Regions from separate parts of the Mus musculus genome. Here all the other regions are linked to region 4. Evidence: chromatin contacts called from public Hi-C and promoter capture Hi-C data. All regions are on one chromosome and are shown on one strand. The core of a region is the stretch at or near the end of the contact, and the rest is flanking DNA. Distances in the headings are between cores, read along the strand shown. Region 1 holds the start of Ublcp1 (ubiquitin-like domain containing CTD phosphatase 1). Region 2 holds the start of Rnf145 (ring finger protein 145). Region 3 overlaps Ebf1 (early B cell factor 1). Region 4 overlaps Ebf1 (early B cell factor 1).

Region 1 (4,659 bases), core at 1,505-4,004, 420 kb after region 4:
TTAACCAACCATCTACTAGGCTGTTTACAGATCTTTGGTTCCTGCAAAGACACTAGGAGAGGCCAAGACTATTATTTACTCTGCGTGCATTACGAGAGGCTCCAGGGAGCAATGACAGAGAGTTTCTCTTATTGGCTGTGGTGAGCTGCTGTGAGGCCTTTTCTAGGTCAATTCTGCAGTTATTCCTGGTCACTAAGAGTTCAGTTTCTTTATTAAAATAAAGGAATAATAATACTTTTCCATCCCATGTTTTCTTTTTAAAAATTTAAATGTTATTTATTTTGTGATGTGTGAGAACATACACACTTCCCCACACAGGAGTGGAGGTCAGAGGATTTGCAAGGTTTGATTCTCTTCACCTTGTGGGCCACGGGGATGGAATTGAAGTGGTTAGGGTTGAGGGCAACCTCCTGTATCCCTGAGCCACCTAACTTGCCCTCCAATTGTTTTTTAATTGTATTTTTCATTTCATGAAGGTTGAGCTAAATAGAAATGAGATAGCCTGGCATGTTGGTGTATGCTTGTAAACCAGGAAATAGGGAGACCAAGGCAAGAGAATGAAGAGTTTCCGGCCAGGAGGGCAACACAGGGACACAAAGCTATAGAGATGTACTTGGTAGAGCACTGGTTTAGCATATGCAAAGTCCTGGGTTTGATGCTCACTTCCAGAAAACAAAGCAAACCAAAACATAGTTGACCTTAATGATAAACAAATGTACTGATTGTGGTGGTGAAAATAGAAACTGGCCTTGCCAAGCAGCAAGTGGATGAATGATCCAGGTGAAAAAGCATATTCATTTTGAGATTAGTTTCTTGCTTTTTGATGGTCGTTTTGACTGTGTTGTTAAACTTCCGTGTGGGTTTTGTAGAAAGTCTTTTCTTTTTTGAAGAAAGCAAGGGATTTGTTTTGAATGAGTAGATATTCTCATTAAGTACAGGAAAAAAACCAAAAACCAAAACAAAACAGAAAACCCCAAACCTCTTAACTAAAGAACCCTCAAGTTGGGACTGGAGCCATGACTCTTGCAGAGGACCTGGGTTTGGTTCCTATCACTCATATGAGAACCGGAACTATCTTTAAGTCCAGTTCCAAAGGCAAAATACTCATACTCATTGAAAAACAAGTCTTTTAAAAAATTGCTAAGACACAAAATTTAGTTGCTTTATTTCTAACAAGCCCAAGAAATGAAAAAACCAAAACAAACCCAAGCAGGTACAGCTCTATCGACTAAAAGGAAAGACACACATGGAACCAATATTACCTTTTTACTCTCCCCTTCTGGAAGAAACTGGTTTAAGAAAACGTTTTGGATTTGTGTTTTTATAATTTTAAAATGACATTAATTTAGCCATACATGCTGGTGCATGCCTTTGATTCTAGCACTTGGGCAGGTGGATCTTTGTGAGTTCCAGGCAAGCCTGAGCTATACATAGAGAAACCATGTTTTCCCCCTCCCTCCAATTACATTAATTTTTCTGTGGGTCTGTTTGTACCAAGGCACAGGAAGTCTGAGAACAACTGTCAAGAGGTGGCCACGCCTCTTATGGGTCTCTAAGATTGAATTTGAAGTTTTAAAAAGTATCAGATATACTTATCTAGGGGCTGATGATGTAAACATTCTTCAAGTTACTTTTTAGGTCTTTCTTTTCTTTTTTCTTTTGCATAACAAGTAACACTGGGAATTTCTTGAATGGATGAGAAGGGTTAGGTCCCGTTGAGGCTTTCTTCTGTCTGAGTCAGAGTTTCAGTCTGTATCCCAGGGCTGGAACTAGAATTCCCTATGCCCAGGCTGGCTTCAAATTTATGCACTATCCTACTGCCTCAGCTGGGATTACAGGCAAGAGCCGCCTCCAGGGGTTCAAATGGAGACTGCTTTGATAGCTAAGAAAAACTCCACTTTATGTGAGGCACCCATTCTAAATTCCGAAAAGATAAGTTCCTAGCAACTCTGACTCCTTGCCCCTTCCCCATGAATTGGAAAACTGCTATGAAATGATTAACTGCTGGCTCTGATTTCTGCGAACTCCGCTCATCATTACGCACAGGGGGTGGGGGGTGGGGGTGAGGCAGTTCCTCACATAGCTGTCAATCCCACAGAAATGAAGTAATTGTAACTGCCCTTAAAAGCCCCTTTCCTGTTTTAGCTCACAGGAACTAAAGAGAGCGGCTGCTTAAGAAGAAAAACTCGGATAACTATAATTTAAACGGAGTCTCCGGTCTCTCCGAGTGACTTCGAACGCTGCAGCATTTATTTCTATGAAAGCATGGCATTCTTCTGTAAAGAGAACTAGCTTTCCTTGCATTTAAGGAGGCAAAGCAAGCACGAGTGGGTGGAGCCGACCGACACACAGATCTGGAACACCGTTGTCACACGGATATTTGTTCCATGAGTGTTTGGATCACTTTGGCCGGCTTTCCCCTGGAGTGGGCAAATTATATTCCTGGCTCCTTGCGTCTCTAGAAAAGTCTCCTCTTCAGTCCTCAAAGGTCGGCTTCATTCGGAACGCGACACTGCCACAGGAGTCACAGGGCTCCGCAAAGCTCAGCTCTGGTGGAAAAAAAAAAAAAGTCGCCACCGGGCCGGAGCATGCGCAGAACAGCCGGCGGCGGCCACCAAGAACCGGGAGGGGTCTCTTTCACAGAGGTCAAAGTCTGGAAAACACTCGGCCGGCCTGGGCTCCGCAGGCGTCACATCGGAGGAGAAACCAAACAAGCGGCAGCCGCATTTCCCCCTCCCCTACAACACATTTCCGGTCTCAACCACACTTTCCGGTCCGCCCGCCGGTTCCGGTCCCGCCCCTCGCTTCCGGTCTCCTTAGGTTCCGCTGCGGCCGGCTTTTTCGTCCGCTGTAGCTGGTTCCGCCGCGCTCCAGGTGAGAGGACGCGGGGTTCTCCGGCGCGCCTGCCTGTGAAGGCGACGCTGCGGCCGGGGGATGCCACTGAACTGCATGCGCCCCGTGGTTTGTCTCGCTGCGGTCCGGGTGGGCTGGGACTGCAGCTGTCCCGCCTGGCCCCCAGAGGCCCCTGTCCCGGCGCACTGCGGGTCGTGGCCGCAGCCTTCGCATCCGGCCTTCTCACCTGACCCCAAGGCTTCCCACGTCCCAGAATGTTCTGCGTCCGCGGGCCTCGTCCCCCGCTCCTGCAGGGTCTGTCTTGTCCTCCCCTCACGCGGGTTGTCGAAGGCGTCCGAGGCAGCTTGTTTCTGAGACTCTGCCTGTCTTGGGATACTCCCGGGGCAGTCCGGGCTGCACCCCGCGCGGCTCCTGCGGGCCGGCGCCAGGGCCCGCGGCCCAGCACCGCACGCTCACTCTTGCCGGGCTGGATGAAAAGTTCACACTGTCACTTTTGAAATTGCCGCCGTTGGCTGCTTTTCGTGATGCGGTGTTGGGCGAGAGTCGCTGTGACTTATTTTGCAGGTTTCTAATCTGTACAGTGAGGTCGCTTGTTAGTCCAGGATTGTGAAGATTAAGATAGCGATAGTTAACGTGCTCAGCCCTCACTGCTACCGTTCTCCTAGCTCCTCGCGGCTTATCAAATGCTGTCAGGTGTTAGCGCTTATCAAAACACATACATGTGAACTGACTCATCTCTGGGTTTGGAAGGCTGAGGGCTAGAGAGGTAAGAGACTAGGCAAACCCAACACAGGATGTTAGGCAGAACTCCAGTATAAACATACGTTGATTACATATCCCATAAAAATGTCCTCTTTGAGTTGGATCGCCATCACCACCCACTCCCACCCCCCAATTTGGGGGACAAATGTGATAAACCATTAGCATTGTATGAGAAAGTATAAAAATGCCCATGCTTTTTTTGTCCTGCATGATTCTCAGTAGTGATGAAATGAGATTCAAAAATTAAAAAAAGTTTTAAGAACTTAAGCTGGAAAGGTTTGTATAACCTTTTTTTTTTTTCTATGCCCAGAGTCTTGGGGCATTTGACAACTTGTCTTTACCATTTGTAGCACAAGTTCTTTATGAAGTAGTGCCTGTTGTTAAGTGCATGGGGCCCATGCCATTGGCAGGTTTTTCTAAAGCCGGTAACAGAAGAGCCTAGAGGAGTAGCATGCTCAGCCTCTACCACCTCAGAGGTGGTAGAAAAAGACTGGTTAAAGTGGACATTGTTAGGTCTCTTTCCTTATTCTGATGATACTTCCAAGAAGTCTTCATCAAATTTAAGTCAGTGGTATTGGTTGAGAACCACTGGTCAAAAAACTCTCATGGTCTCCAGACTACCCTGCCCGTCCAAGCACCGGTTAGCTCAGCTCAGCTCAGCTCAGCTCAGCTCAGCTCAGCACAGCTAGAAGCCTTCCTAGCTCTTACGAACAATCATTCCTGTTTCTGTGTCTTACAGATTTCAAATTGACCCACATGCCTTTTTAGCCAAGGTCATAAAACTTCTTAGGGCAGATTCTGCCTAACGTGGCATCGTTGCCCTAAGTTAGCATGCTTGCAGGTTTTCTGCAGAACATTAACATATGAGTAAGTAGGTCTAAGTGGGACTCTAAAGGGAAACGGACAGGGAAGCCAATGTGAATATGGATTTGGTACGCTTTTCGAAGCACAGTAATAGATTTCTACATTAAGTCTTTGCAGATTGTTAATTAAAATTTACCTTCTCTCAGAATTGGTTGTGATGCTTACGATCACATGATCAAA
Region 2 (4,554 bases), core at 667-3,166, 370 kb after region 4:
AGGCTGTCTATCCATTGGGATGCTGAGACCTTAAAAAAAATAAACAAACAAAACAAAAAACAAAAAAACAAAAACAAAAACGAGAGGGCGAAGCTGGACCCTAAAATCCGAAAGTAACTCCGCCCAGAAAGGAGACCAGGAAAGAGAACTTCCTTACATAAGCGCTGGCACACGTTTTAAATATAGCTAATCCTCCCCACTCCCACTGTGTTGCTAGCTAACTTTGTAGGGACTTGGTTTCCACAGAAACTACTAGCAATCCTGTGATTCCTCATCATCTCCGAAACCACATCCACAGATAAGAGTCCACCCTCCAGTGAAAGAGCCATCGTCCAACCTAAGGGCCCGACACAGAGAAGGAAAACAACGCTACCTCTGCCATTGGACGCTCAGCCTAGGTCACGACTGCAGCACCGGCAGCTCATCCTTTTGGGTCTGGTTCAAGATTCACAAAACTGCACACTCGGTATTTTATAAAATAAAGACAGACACACACACACACCCCTTCCTTTCAGACTAGTTTCCTGTTTACTGCAGACAGAGATGCAAAGCCATCCATTAATCTTTGATGCCTTCCCACTGCAAAGGCCCCTTCCCCCGCCCCATCTCACTCTCTCCCCGCACCTCCCCCAACCCCGCCTGCTTTGCTCAGATACATTTGAACTGTAGTAACCCCAAGCCAGCTCGCCGCAAGCAGGCAGCGAGCACAGCACAGCAGCGCGGCACGGACGCAGCAGCCCCAAGGCTAGGGGATTACGTGGAGCAGAAACTCTGCCAGGAAGAGAAGCCCGGGTGCTCCCTGCCTCGCCAAGGGTGCTGGCTCTACCGCGCCTCATAAGGCGCGCTTATATGAGTCAAGTTCCTAACCCTTAGATAGAATAGGGGGTTCATTCCACAAAGGTCCTAGGGTGGGAAAGCAGAACTGGAGAGGGCGAACCCAGGGATGGCGAGCGGGAAAAGGAACACAGTAAGAGAGAGATGAGCTGCTCGTGACTGAAGAGAGGCGCACTGCACACTAAGCCAGGGGTCCCCCTATTCTTTGGGCTTGGCAGGTCTTTCTGAAACCCGCAACCTGCACCGCCTGCACATGGTTAGGCTGAGTTAAGGGGCTGCGAGGTGAGGAGACGCCAGGGAAGAGGGAAGAAGCTTGAAAGCAAAAAGAGTGAACAGAAACGCAAAAGACGAAAAGTTAGAAATGCAAACCTGAGCAAAGGAGCCCGGACTGGACACCTCTGCCAGAGAGACCGGGAAAGGCCTTGCAACCGGGGTACAGGAGAGCAGAGAGGGGTGAGCCCCAATGAGGGCATCTCAGGAATGTGAGGGTTCTCTCCCTCTCCAGGCGCGGGAGGAAAGAAGGATGGAAGGTGGTGAGGAGGCAGCCGAGGCCCCGGGAACGAGTATGAGGCTCTGCGAGGAGGTCGCAGGAGACTGATCGCTGCTCAGGGGTGGGCGGGAGGGCGCGGTGCGGAGGGGGACCAGGCCGGGGCCAAGAGCCGGAGAAGGAGGGGGCGCGGCGGGGAGGAGCGAGGGTGGGGGAGGGGAGGGGAGGCGCAGTGGGCAGCAGGCCTGCGGGATGCTCCCGGCTGACCGCAGTCACCTGGAGCCGCAGCCTCCCTGCCTGCGGGGCGGCACTGGGGATGGCGGTGTCCGCTGCTGCCCGGCTCCGATTCCCGCCCCTCCGGTGAGATCTTCGGTTCCGACGGCGGGGGGCCCGGTTTGCGCGGCTCACAGCGGCGGCTCTCCCGCGTCCGGCCTCGGCTGCGGCGTCTCGGGAGGCGGAGGCAGCGGAAGCGGCCCGAACCGTGAGGTCACCATCCTCCGCGGCGACAAAGGCGCTCCCGGGCCGAGCGCCGGCACCAGCGCCCGGCGGCCGCCATGGCCTGGTCCCCGCGCTCCGGCTCCGCCCCCCGCGCTCTGCGGCGACCGCCGGCTCGCGCGCTCTGCGCCTGCGCGCGAGCTCGCCATCGCCCGGCCCCCGTGCGCCCACGCTCACTCACAATCGCGCACGGCGGGATCTTCCCGCACCGCCTCCGTTGAGTGGGCCCGAAACGCCGGCTTCTCTTTGGTGCTGGTCCGGCAGACTATTCCAAGGAAGGGTGAGGCGACACCGGGACATGCACTGTGACCCCAGCCATTCTGACACGTGTTCGCGCTCACTCCGCAGACACCACGAGCCGCACGCGCCCACACCTACACTCACCTGCTGGGACCACGTGGGACAATGTGAAAGGCTGGTCCCTGCCGCGTGCAAACCCAGAGCAATTTTTAACTCTCTCCTTGACTAGACTAAGACTCGTCTCTAAGGCATCAGGGACGACGAAGAGTAAAATGCTGGATGAGTGAATGGTTTGGAATTGCTCCCTGGGACTGTATTCCGGCTCCTTCGTTTGGTGCAAATGATTAACTACTGTATGAAAATAAAAGGTGTAAATAGGTTTGCCATTTCTTTTGGTTCAAGGTTCAAACCACATTAGTGTGCACACACCCTTTCCCTGAAACCCTTTTGTTCTGCTCTAGTCTCCTAATACTATGGCACATTCTTGCCGTATTATAAATGTAGAAGCTTTTAGAGCAGGATCTGTGTCTATATAGTATATAAGCTTGCTGAGGACTTAAGCTGATCTTTGCAGGGATCTATTACTACGTTCATCTGTATTACCATTGCCTCGCTATTACCTTCTGCCATTTGCTCTGTTGTTCCTTGCTTTTAGTTTAGTCCCTTGAGAATCAGTTGCCACTAGAAACTAGTGTGGCCTTTCATTAGGCAGTGCCTAGGTAACAGAAGATGAACACCAAGTGATTTGTAAGGCATTGCAACCATTCTGGCTCATTCGGAAACTTGCCAAGAGCCTCCACCTTACAATCTGTACAAGACAAAATGAGTATTCTTTGATGTTTATGTGTCCTTGTCCACTGCTTATGAGACACATACACCCACGATTCTGAACCTCTGGGTCTCCCCTGCTATAAAACTGTAAACACAACCTCTACATATACAAGGTCATCAGAGCAGGAGAGATGGCTTAGCTCTTAAGAGCCCTTTTTGTTCTTCTAGAGAACACCCCACCCCCAGGTTCAATTCTCAGCACCCAGGTGTAGCTGGTAACTCGAGTCCCAGAGGATCTGACGCCCTCTTCTGGCCTCCATGGACACTACAAACATGTGGTGCTCAGACATATCTGCAGACAAAACATTCATAGATGTAAAATAAGTAATATGTAGCCAAAGCCATCACTAAAGTTCACAGTAGCATATCTCCCTCCCATTTTCTGTGACTGTGATAAAACTTGGACAGAATTTATGGAGAATGGGTGTGTTTCAGCTCACTGTTTAACGCACAGTCCCTCGTGGGGCAGGTTAAGGCATCAGGAACTTGAAACAGCTGGTCACTTCACCCAGAGTCTAGAAGCAGAGAGTGATGTGAATGCATGCATGTCACTGCTCACTGCCTCATGTTCCTCACTCGTAAGCAGTGCAGGATGCCCTATCCAAGGAATGGCATCACACTAATCAAGAGAATGTCCTCAGGAGCCATGGTCCCATGTGACTAATTTTGTCAAATTGATGATTATCGGTAACTGTCACCTACTAGCTTCATAGCAGGGTTTAAATGTTTCTGGGGGTTCTGTTCATAACTCGTTATAGCCACTTTTGTTTGGATCCCTTAGGCCACCTTGGAATAACCATTAAACCTGTCACATCACAGAGCAGTGGTTTCATGAGTCTCTTCTGTATGTAGCCTCCTAGGTAAAAATCCTCACTGGCTGATGGTTGCAATAGGAAGCTGCCTATGCTAGCAACAGCTTTCCTTGGCTTTTACTCTCAAAGTTTCACTGCTGGCTAAGGCAGGAAAATATGTGGCCAGAAACACAGAATAAAGAATTCAAAATGCATATAACACTAAACTTGAATTGGTTGCCTTTGTCCTCAGGTAAATTTCAGAGTTTTGACAATATTTAAAAGTTTCATTAGATTCATGCTTTGCCTTAGTGGAAGGGGGGGGGGTCACCTCTGCCCTTTGCCATTCTATGTCTTTTTAAAGGAGAAAGAAAATGGCTTCAAAGCTTAAGCACTCCACCATAAGTACACTGGACATGTCAAAGCAAGAACAAATCATGTGTCCTTTTACCTTTGAGTTTCACAGGAGTGGCTTGTAAATGCTGAAGTTCAAAACAATGTGTGAAGAAAATTGCTCTGGTAATGAAAGGGTTACTGCAGGAACCTTGCTGCTAATCCAGTTTGGGTAAGGCTCCAGGAGCTACTATGTAAATAAAACTAAAAAGAAAATCCCAGAGACAAAAAAAAAAAAAAAAAAACCCAGCTGGGATTGAAGAAAGGGTCACCAGAATAGAAGAGAAGGGTCACAATGTAAGTACTTCCTGGAAAGAGTCACTCAGCCATCCAAAGCAGGAAAAACCAGGAACTGAATTTATGGGAACAAACTTAAGAAAATGCCCAGTTGCCACAACTTGTTCATAAAAGAAACTGGCCTGGGAACTAAGGGAACCGGGAACAACAGCATGCAAAGTTCTAAAGATACGAACGCATCCAATT
Region 3 (4,106 bases), core at 795-3,294, 260 kb after region 4:
AGAAAGCACTGCAGAAAGTTGTTTAGAAATTAAATATCTAAAACAAGCTATTTTAAAATCCAGGGCCTTCACTATTTCATGTCTGCAATGAAGAAATTTTATCTTGGGGAGAGCAAGCTGTCTTTCACACCATATGGCTAATGGTGGTGCATAGCAATTAGCCAGGCTGATTAATGGTGAACAGATTCTAATTTTATGCTTATAATTGAGGCTGCATTTGCACCCCTGGTGCAAATTCAGCACATCCCAACTTCCACTTACAACAGGCAAGAAATCAAGAGAAATAGGATGGTATGGAAAGTGAGAATTTTTTTTTCCTAAAGCCCCCTAAAGAGCATCAGATTTGCAATTTAAAAGACTGTTAGCCACACAATAGATGACAGGTTTGTGTAATGGGGTCATGGTAGCCTGTAAACAAACAGTACCCCTTCCACATCTATAGGCAGCCGGAGAGAGCAGTAATCTGTAACATTAGCAAGATGACATTTGGAATATGGCTTTCCCTCTTAGCCACTCGGTACAAACAGCGTCATTTGCCTTCCATGGCTTGAGAATTTTATTTTTTGCTATTTTTATGTTTCTGAAAAATAGAGAGAACGCGAGCAGTAAAGCACACCAACCAGCATAATAAAGCACTTTGGACCAATGAATTTTAAAAACAAGGAAAATATAAACTGCATTAATAGAGGGGGGCCCTGCGCATGAGAGGCATAATATATCTCTAAGTAGTTCAGGAATAGAATTCTCTCCAGCATAATCCAAACATATGCAGATACGAAATGCAAATCGATGATGTATAGCTAGTGCTTGGCCTGTTCCTGAAATCCATCTTCCTGTTTCCTGTTCTGCTACAGCCACACGCAGCTCTACATGGAGAGGGCAGTCTAATGGCGTGTTAATTGTAGAAGGCTAAAATGATAGAGCTGTGGTTGGGGGAACAGTAACACAGACGAGGTTACGATTTACTTAGGTTACATTTTTTAAACCGGGGCTTGCTCCTTTCCTTCTAAAAAGGTGCCACTCAGCCAGATTATATCCAGGTCATACACACAGGGTAAAACTAACTCGTTCTACTGATGAAGAAATTCCACCCTGTTTAGGAGTGTTCCACTACTGTCTTAAGTCTGGAGGAAAAAAAAAAACAACCTGGTTTTTAGAATAATTAACAGGTTTTATAAATCACTGAAGTGAAAATGTGTGAAGCGCTTATATATCTTAGAACTATAAATCAGAAGTATTTCTAAAAAGAAAAAAAGCAGAATTTTTATAGATACAAATGTTAATGTTTGGGATGTCACTCGGAAAACACAACACACTTTTGAGTCTTTTTCCACCTGTAGAGTTGTAAGATTGTTTGCCCCAAGAGTCCATGAGTGGCCGGTAAGGGCTTCCCATGCTGAGAAGGCAGCTGAAGACCCATGTAGACTGGTCAGTGACATTCACCAGCCAAACACACATTGTGCCAGAGAGAGGCTGCTCAGCTAACAAAGCAATTAGGAACTCTCCTCTGATGTCAAGTGTGGCATCTCCCTGCTTTATCTAATTACTTGGGAGATGTTGAGAGCAAAATGCTGGGTTATTTTACAAGGAATAAGAGTGTAAGTTAAAAGGCTGCCCTTATCCCTCTGCTGCATAGGCCTGGCTGAGGCCACCAAGGGGCACTGTGGTCTCAGATGACACTTCAGCATGATCACAGCAGAAAGAGATTCATCTGTGAGGAACATGAATTATTAGACCTTTTGTGGTCTCCTTTTCATTTTCCTTCCCCCAAAACCCCAAAGCAAACCACCCCCAAGAAATATTAGCTTCATGCTCAGATATGAACAGGATTACTAAAAGACCATCTACAGGAGAAAAGAAGAGACAGAGAGAGACAGAGACAGAAAGAGACAGAGATGAGTTTAGGCTCAGGTATGGGGTGTTATAGTAAGCAGAACTCAAAGGAGGAAGTATGACTTTCAAGTTGCCCCCAACAGAAGCCTCTGCTGACTTCAAGAGAACTCATATTTTACTAAGCATGCAGATGAGTGCAAATGTCACCAAAAAGGAAATTATACTCTATGTCACTCCACTGCGAAGGAAGAGGGAGGTTGCTGCTCTGTGGCCATGAACAGTGAGGTACCAAAAAACGCAAACTAATGTCTCCCAAGATGAAATGTAATAAACAACTGAGAACCGACATGATCCTTGACCAAATTACCAAATGTGTCTGATAATTCTTCCAGACCATTTACCAAACGCAAAATAAACATATTCCCCACCCCCCAATGGAACTGATTTCACCTAGACTTGAGATCCAAATTCATCTTTACTTCAGAGAGAGAAAGAGAGAGGAAATTTCTTACCTGCACATGATCTCGTGTGTGAGCAATACTCGGCACATTTCAGGGTTCTTGTCTTGGCCTTCATACACTATGGCCTGAAAGTAAAGGCATGTTTTTAGCTAAAAATAGAAACAAGTAGCAGAGGGTTATGTATAACAATCCCGTTCTTCACTGCCTCGCCCCTGCTGGGGGCCAATTAACTTTTAGGAGCAAAAAGCCTCACTGGGCTGATTATTTCAGGACACATTGGTCAGGATCAGCCCAAATTGAGTGGAATGGGATCTGATCCTCTCTGCCCTATCAGCCACCTCATTATGCACATCTTTGGACCAAAGCATGTGATAGGCATCTGTTGTCAAGACAACCATAATTCTCTTTTCAATACAGAATAAAAATAAGTCTAATCAATAAAGAGGGGAGATCCAGAAGGCTGAAGAGGTTGCAATATTTTGTATTTCAAATGGAGAGAGGCCATGTGCGTTTGATCGGCCAGCCACGTACATTTGCTTCCGCACTGCTCCCAGCGTGTTCTACTGGAAAGTAGCAGGAAATGGGTATGGGGAAAGCTGGATGTCTATGCATCGTCAAAGTCATTTCTGAAGCGATTCCATCAGGGGAAACCCCCTCTTCCTACCGAGAGGCTGAGAGCAAGCGCTTTTGCAGGGTGTACACCCGCCCAGAAGGGAACCCTTGCCAGCATATGCTGTGTGGGGGGGTGAAATCACAGAGTCAGCTCCTTAAGCAGAGAATTACATCTCACTCTCAAAATCTGGATTCCCTCAACCGCCAGCCACGGGCGCTTTGCTCTCTTTTCCTTTTTGCAACACAATCACATTTTGCTTTGGGACACCCACCAAGTTCCCCAAAACCTCAAGCTTGCTCATGGACCTACAGGTCACTGTCCCAGCCAAAGAGACACACAACGCTATTGGTAGACTGGGCTTCTGCATCAGCATACATTTAACTCACTTAACACTGTATCACTGCATAATACTAATATAACACAGCTTCAAATTGTTAATAAAATTACTTTCACACATTCACAGAACCCTCAGTTTCTTAGTGACAAAAACTATTTAAATTAACCAGAGGTTATTCTTATTATTATGTGGTTCATAAAAGGACTTCTGTGCCTAACTGGTCATTCTCATGCACCATGGTTTTGAACTTGGAGACAGAACCACCGTGACTTAAGACCCAGTGTAGACAGATCCCTGGGTCATGACCTGATTACAGTTTACAGTATCTAGACACAGAGCAAAGCTAACTTTACAACAAATTAAAATGAAGGAAAAAAAGAAAAGCACACATCCCTAACATTGGTCTATCAAAACTACCTACCTTTTATGGCTAGCTCATCATAACCTTGTATTTTAAAAATAAATAAATTGTTTTTACTTCAACTGTAGACTTCTAAAACGGTTGAAAGAACATGCTTAGAGGCCCAGGATGGATATTCATTGCCCAGATTCCTCAAACGCCTGCATTTTACTAAATTTGCTTCCTATTTTTCTTTTTCCCCCTAAATCACTTTTTAGCAAATTGCAGATTTATCCTCAATATCTCTGCATGCATTTCCTGAAAACAAGGCTTTTTCATGCATAATCGCAGCACAATTATCTAAATCAGAAAATTAGCATTGATACAATAGAATAATCTAATCTCCAGACCTTATTGAGATTTACCAATTACCTAATAATGTCCTTTACAGCGAAAGAAAATCCTGTGCTAATCACCGCGCTCAGCTGTCATGTCTCCTTTCATTCCGAATATCCTCCAGTC
Region 4 (4,471 bases), core at 1,129-3,628:
GAGGAAGAGGAAGAGATTTAAGGAAGCAGGGAAGGGAGGAAAGAAACTTTTCATTTTATAACACACATGCTCATCTTAATGATCTTCTAAATAACAGCCAAACTGTGTGCTATCCACTCAATGTTTTACAATGGCAGATATCATACCATTTTTACAGTCAATAGAAGAGCCTGGTATGATGACATTTCAGATTTGAACCCCTCCCTGTCCCTGTCCCCCAAGTCATTCTGGACTAGAACTGCAGATAAAGGTTGTGGTTTTAAACAGCTAGGATCTGGCTGCTTAAAACCCTCAAATAAGCCAGCCACAGAGGAGCATGTGTTCATGTATAAATTATTGATCAATTGCACAGATTGGGATAAGAATCTATTAGTAGCAGAGTTCTGCTTTCATGTTTAATGATCAGATATGTGTTAGGTAGATGTAGACCTATTTGTGTGCCCCATGGTGTAGAGAGTGTTACTTTGGTGTTTCATTTTCTCTTCCTGCCCTGGTCTGCTTCCCACATCAGCGCTTCTGCTATGACTGGCCTGCACATATGCTACAGAAGGATCTTAAAAGCTGTGCCACTGTCCTGCCAACTTGCATTGGGCAGGGAAGCTACAAAGCCCTACGATCCTCAGACTGCCCCCTTCCCTACACACAAAGTTGTTAAAATCCTTCGGATGGCGTCATATTCATCTGATAAGGGTGATGATCACCCAATTTCTATAAAGTTTCATTTCTGCCCACTGAGTATTTCAGGTTGCAATACTGGCCCAGGGAGCTGGAGATGAGGTGCCCGATAGCGAGATGTGATACCAAGAGTTTTTATCTTAACCCAGAAAAGCACCTTCCCATGTATCACTACTCAAGCCAAGTAACTCACCCTTGGGATTGAGCATAGACCTGGCTTTTCAGTTTGCCTTTGAGTAATGTCGTCAATTTGTTTCAACTGGAGCAAGTTTTACATTACGGGCTCAAATAGCAAGAGCCTCTACTTCTGAAGTCCACTCCGCAGAGAGAGCGGCTTTGACTTGACAATGGGAAAGAACAGTAGCCATGTGTTAGCAACTGTGTTAGCAACTTGGAAGTTTAAAGAGTGCAGAAACCAACTTGACTCTTCATTTAGCCACACCCAACTCCTTAACAGTTGGCCTCAGTTTCCCTTATTTTTAAGTGGATTCTATAACTGCATTGCCCTCCCCTGGCTGTTAAGAGCATTAAAAAAATATTTTTTTTCCCAAAACACTCATCACTAGACCACATGCACCAGCAGCAAAATCAGCATCCCTAGAGACACAGGCCCAGATCTGTAGTGTGCAATCTATTGGACCAGGAGCTGTAGCACTCACCACAAGATTGGAAAGGAAACAATGGACTTCTTTGTCCAACCAAAAGAGAGACACTAACACATGTAAAATTTCTAAGTTCACTTCTCAGAAGCAATTCTTAGACCTACACCACCCTTCTCCCCTCAAATGTCTAATGGTCTATCCCAATGTAATAGTCAAACAACCTATTGACTTTTTTTCGTCTTCACTTCACTAACTGCTACTCATTCAAATATGAGAAGCTTCCCGACTCCTCAGACTCTGCTGGGTCCCTTGTATTAAGCCTTCTTAGCAACCTGTATTTCTCTTTCACAGCCCTTATCAACATTGCCAATTAAATCATCGAGATTATCATTGTTTCCTGCATATGAATTGGTATGTACACATAGCTGTGTACCTCGTCATGTTAGTGCTGGCCCCGGCTTTGCTCTCCTCTGCCCCTCTCTTATCTAATATAGTAGGCAGAGAGCCGGTAAATATTTGTTGACCAGATAAACGACCGAATGGAAAGCAAATGAGCAATCATTGATGGTCTGATGTTGTGAAAGAACTGAAGTGGGTGGAGTAAAAGTTGAGGATCCTTCCAGCCTGCACTAACAAACCACCTCTTACAAAGCTGGGCAGCTCATGCCTGTGAATGTGGCATCTAGGAGGTAGGAGCAGGAAGAGCAGGGAGTTCAAGGCCAGCTTTGACTATATAGCCTGGGCTCCGGGAGACCCTGTCTCCAAAGAACAAGAAACAAACAAAACAAACGATTGCCGCTATACCCACAATGTGCTTCCTCCATGGATAAGAGACCACGTAGAGTCCTGTTTCCTGGGCTGCGCTGGCCTCGGTTCAAGCAGCTGGTACCCCATTCTCTTGGGAGTTAAAATTAGTATCAGTAACCCACACACAGCCATACCCCCTCACACCCCATCCCACCCCCACCCCATGAAGAAGACTCTAATCATGCAAGGACCCAGGTGGGGCTTTCTGACAGATTTAAAGTTAGAAGGGAAGGTAGCAGACACCGGAAGGTAGCAGCCACCGGCTTCCGGAGGCACCAGGACTTCCTGCCTTTAAGCCGTGCTGGGTTCCTGTCCTGCCTTCCCCACCCTTCCCCCACGCATCAGCCTCAACAGAGTTGCTGCTCTCTCTGCCATTTGAACTCAAATCCTATCTCGGAAATTGATGGGTGATGCTGCCCTTGACAACACAGTGTCAGCTTAACTCAGTGTCCAGCTGGTTCTGTGCACATTATCATAATGCGCTGCCTGGGCGGGCGCTGCCTGGGCGGACTCTGCTCGATGCTTGCTCTTGCTTCGTGTCCTTCTCTGCCTTCTGACATACAGAGATTGCTTGTTTAAAAATAAAAATAGAGACAATATCTTAGGAGAGGTTTTGATTTTTAGAATTTCTCTAGAACAGAAACTCTACCTTAATGGCAAAATGAACCTAAAAAGCTTTCTTTCAACCAACAACAACAAAAAAAAAAGACAAACAACAAACAAAAACACAGGGTTTATTGGGAAAAAATAAAAATGAATATTTCCCAGGGCCTTACATGTTTCCTATTAAATTGAATGAATTATTATTTTTTATCTTTAAAGCCTTTCTAACAGCATGCTTCAAACTTAAGTCATAATTTTGCTACATTCCAGTACCATGTAGGCAATTACTTACTTGATTTTATCGAGTTGTGATTTTTATTTTAACCATCTAATACTTTCTCTAAGCTTGATCTTACCCTAAGCACTAATGTCCATGAGATCACCGTTTTGAAGTAACAGCTGTGGTTTTTTTCCCTAATGGATTAAGATAGGCATATAGCTATTGTAAGATATCTTAAGTCATGCATGGGGATATATACCTGTACCCTGCAACTCAGGGACAGAGGTAGATGGATTATGAGTTTGGAGCCAGCCTAGGCTGCTTAATGAGATCTTGGTGTGTGAGTTTGTATGTGTTCAGGTATGCATGCCCCTACATACGAATGGTCAAGCAGAATATCCATTGGGTATTTTTCTCTCACTTTCTGCCATATCCCCTTGAGACAGTCTCTCACTGAACTGAAAGCTTGACATTTTGACTATGCTAGCCTGTGAGTTTAACTCGGCAGAACTATCACCTCGGTGTTTGGGTCGCTACCCCGAAAAGCTGTGTCTGTAGTTCCTCACGAAGTCAGAGACATTCTCACAGAATCATCAGAGCTTGAAGGGCGATCCCAAACCTCCACTTAATGATGAGGGGACAAAGGGCCAGAGAATTCCTAGTCCATCCTCAAAGCCATGTATGAAAGCAAGAGAAAGCTCCATCTTAACAAATTTCCGTAAGTAAAACTGACAAAATAAAGAGAAAAATTAGAGATTGAAGAGATGGTACAGTGGTGTAGAGCACATACAGCTCTTGCAGAGGACTCAACTTCAGCTCTCTGCACTCACAGCTGGTAGCTCACAGCTGCCTGTAACTACACCTCCAGAGTAGCCTGAAGCTCTGGCCTCCTCAGGCACCCAAACTCACGTACCCACATACAGAAACACATGCATTAAAAAACATATAATTAAATCAAATGAATCTTTACTTCAGGCCTAACTGTTCCGACACACCACGTTATAAACAGGGGCTTAGGAACAGGACATGGAAGTGTTTATTTCCATATTGCCACTGCGTGATTCCTTTTGAATTCTCACATGAGGGAGTCTCCAATGAAAAGCCAGAGCAACGGAGGGCCCTGGCTTGGAACAATGAACTATACAAATGAACACAATTGGAATTGTGACACATGATTGATCAAATACAGAACAACAAACAAACAAAAAAATAGCTTCAAAAAAGTTTTGTCATCTCTGGCCAAAACAAGAACAGACCCCCACCACCACTCCTCAAATGAACACGTCACAGTGAACTTATTAAAATAAGTGCGGTCGCTCATTTATTAGATCCAACCAAATAATGAGTGCTGGAAGTTTCCCACAGTTGACCAGTAGGCCAAGACATTTTTATAAGAAAGGCTTTGAGCCCTTCAATTTTCCATATTGTTCCTAGCATGGAGTTTCCTAATCATACAGCTGTTGTCTTACACGTTTTCTAATGCTCTCTTGGTTTTCTCACGGTCTCCTTTCCCCACCTCATATATGCCAGAGAGTCCATATAATCCACAAGGTACTTAATGAGA

Evidence for each region. Promoter capture Hi-C pulls out the DNA fragments that hold promoters and counts their contacts. Hi-C and Micro-C count contacts between places; a contact is called where the count stands out from the background.
Region 1: a contact with region 4 is called in a promoter capture Hi-C map of pre-B cells, with 7 times the contacts expected there. The contact joins the promoter of Ublcp1 here to the enhancer-like site in region 4. A contact is called at or near these places in 1 of 39 promoter capture datasets (pre-B cells), 2 of 484 Hi-C or Micro-C datasets (double positive thymocytes and large pre-B cells) and 2 of 9 other capture datasets (adipose tissue and liver).
Region 2: a promoter capture Hi-C map of pre-B cells shows a contact between it and region 4, with 5 times the contacts expected there. The contact joins the promoter of Rnf145 here to the enhancer-like site in region 4. A contact is called at or near these places in 3 of 39 promoter capture datasets (the 3T3-L1 cell line, liver and pre-B cells) and 1 of 9 other capture datasets (liver).
Region 3: a contact with region 4 is called in a Hi-C map of B cells, with 1.8 times the contacts expected there. The contact joins two enhancer-like sites. A contact is called at or near these places in 4 of 484 Hi-C or Micro-C datasets (B cells, centroblasts, psoas muscle and 1 more), 9 of 115 datasets of contacts at active chromatin or transcription factors (the 230-238 cell line, embryonic basal ganglia, embryonic forebrain and 6 more) and 1 of 9 other capture datasets (embryonic tail).

Annotation. Positions count from the first base shown.
Region 1 is chr11:44,468,643-44,473,301 of GRCm38.p6, reverse strand. It overlaps Ublcp1 (ubiquitin-like domain containing CTD phosphatase 1), which reads left to right and starts at 2,754. Exons shown (of 11, transcript NM_024475.5): 1 at 2,754-2,874.
Region 2 is chr11:44,516,318-44,520,871 of GRCm38.p6, reverse strand. It overlaps Rnf145 (ring finger protein 145), which reads right to left and starts at 1,916. Exons shown (of 11, transcript NM_028862.4): 1 at 1,598-1,916.
Region 3 is chr11:44,631,064-44,635,169 of GRCm38.p6, reverse strand. Ebf1 (early B cell factor 1) reads right to left here. Exons shown (of 16, transcript NM_007897.3): 5 at 2,346-2,419. Among named protein-coding and RNA genes, the nearest start is that of Ebf1, 15 kb to the right of the region's middle. Within about 2 kb of position 2,044, at least 11 of the 459 cell types and tissues checked have an H3K27ac peak or open chromatin away from gene starts, as enhancers often do. A contact at or near this core is called in B cells and centroblasts, where this site is marked.
Region 4 is chr11:44,891,013-44,895,483 of GRCm38.p6, reverse strand. All of the region lies in intron 8 of Ebf1 (early B cell factor 1), which reads right to left. Among named protein-coding and RNA genes, the nearest start is that of Gm51859, 200 kb to the left of the region's middle. Within about 2 kb of position 2,378, at least 71 of the 459 cell types and tissues checked have an H3K27ac peak or open chromatin away from gene starts, as enhancers often do. A contact at or near this core is called in B cells, centroblasts, double positive thymocytes and 1 more, where this site is marked.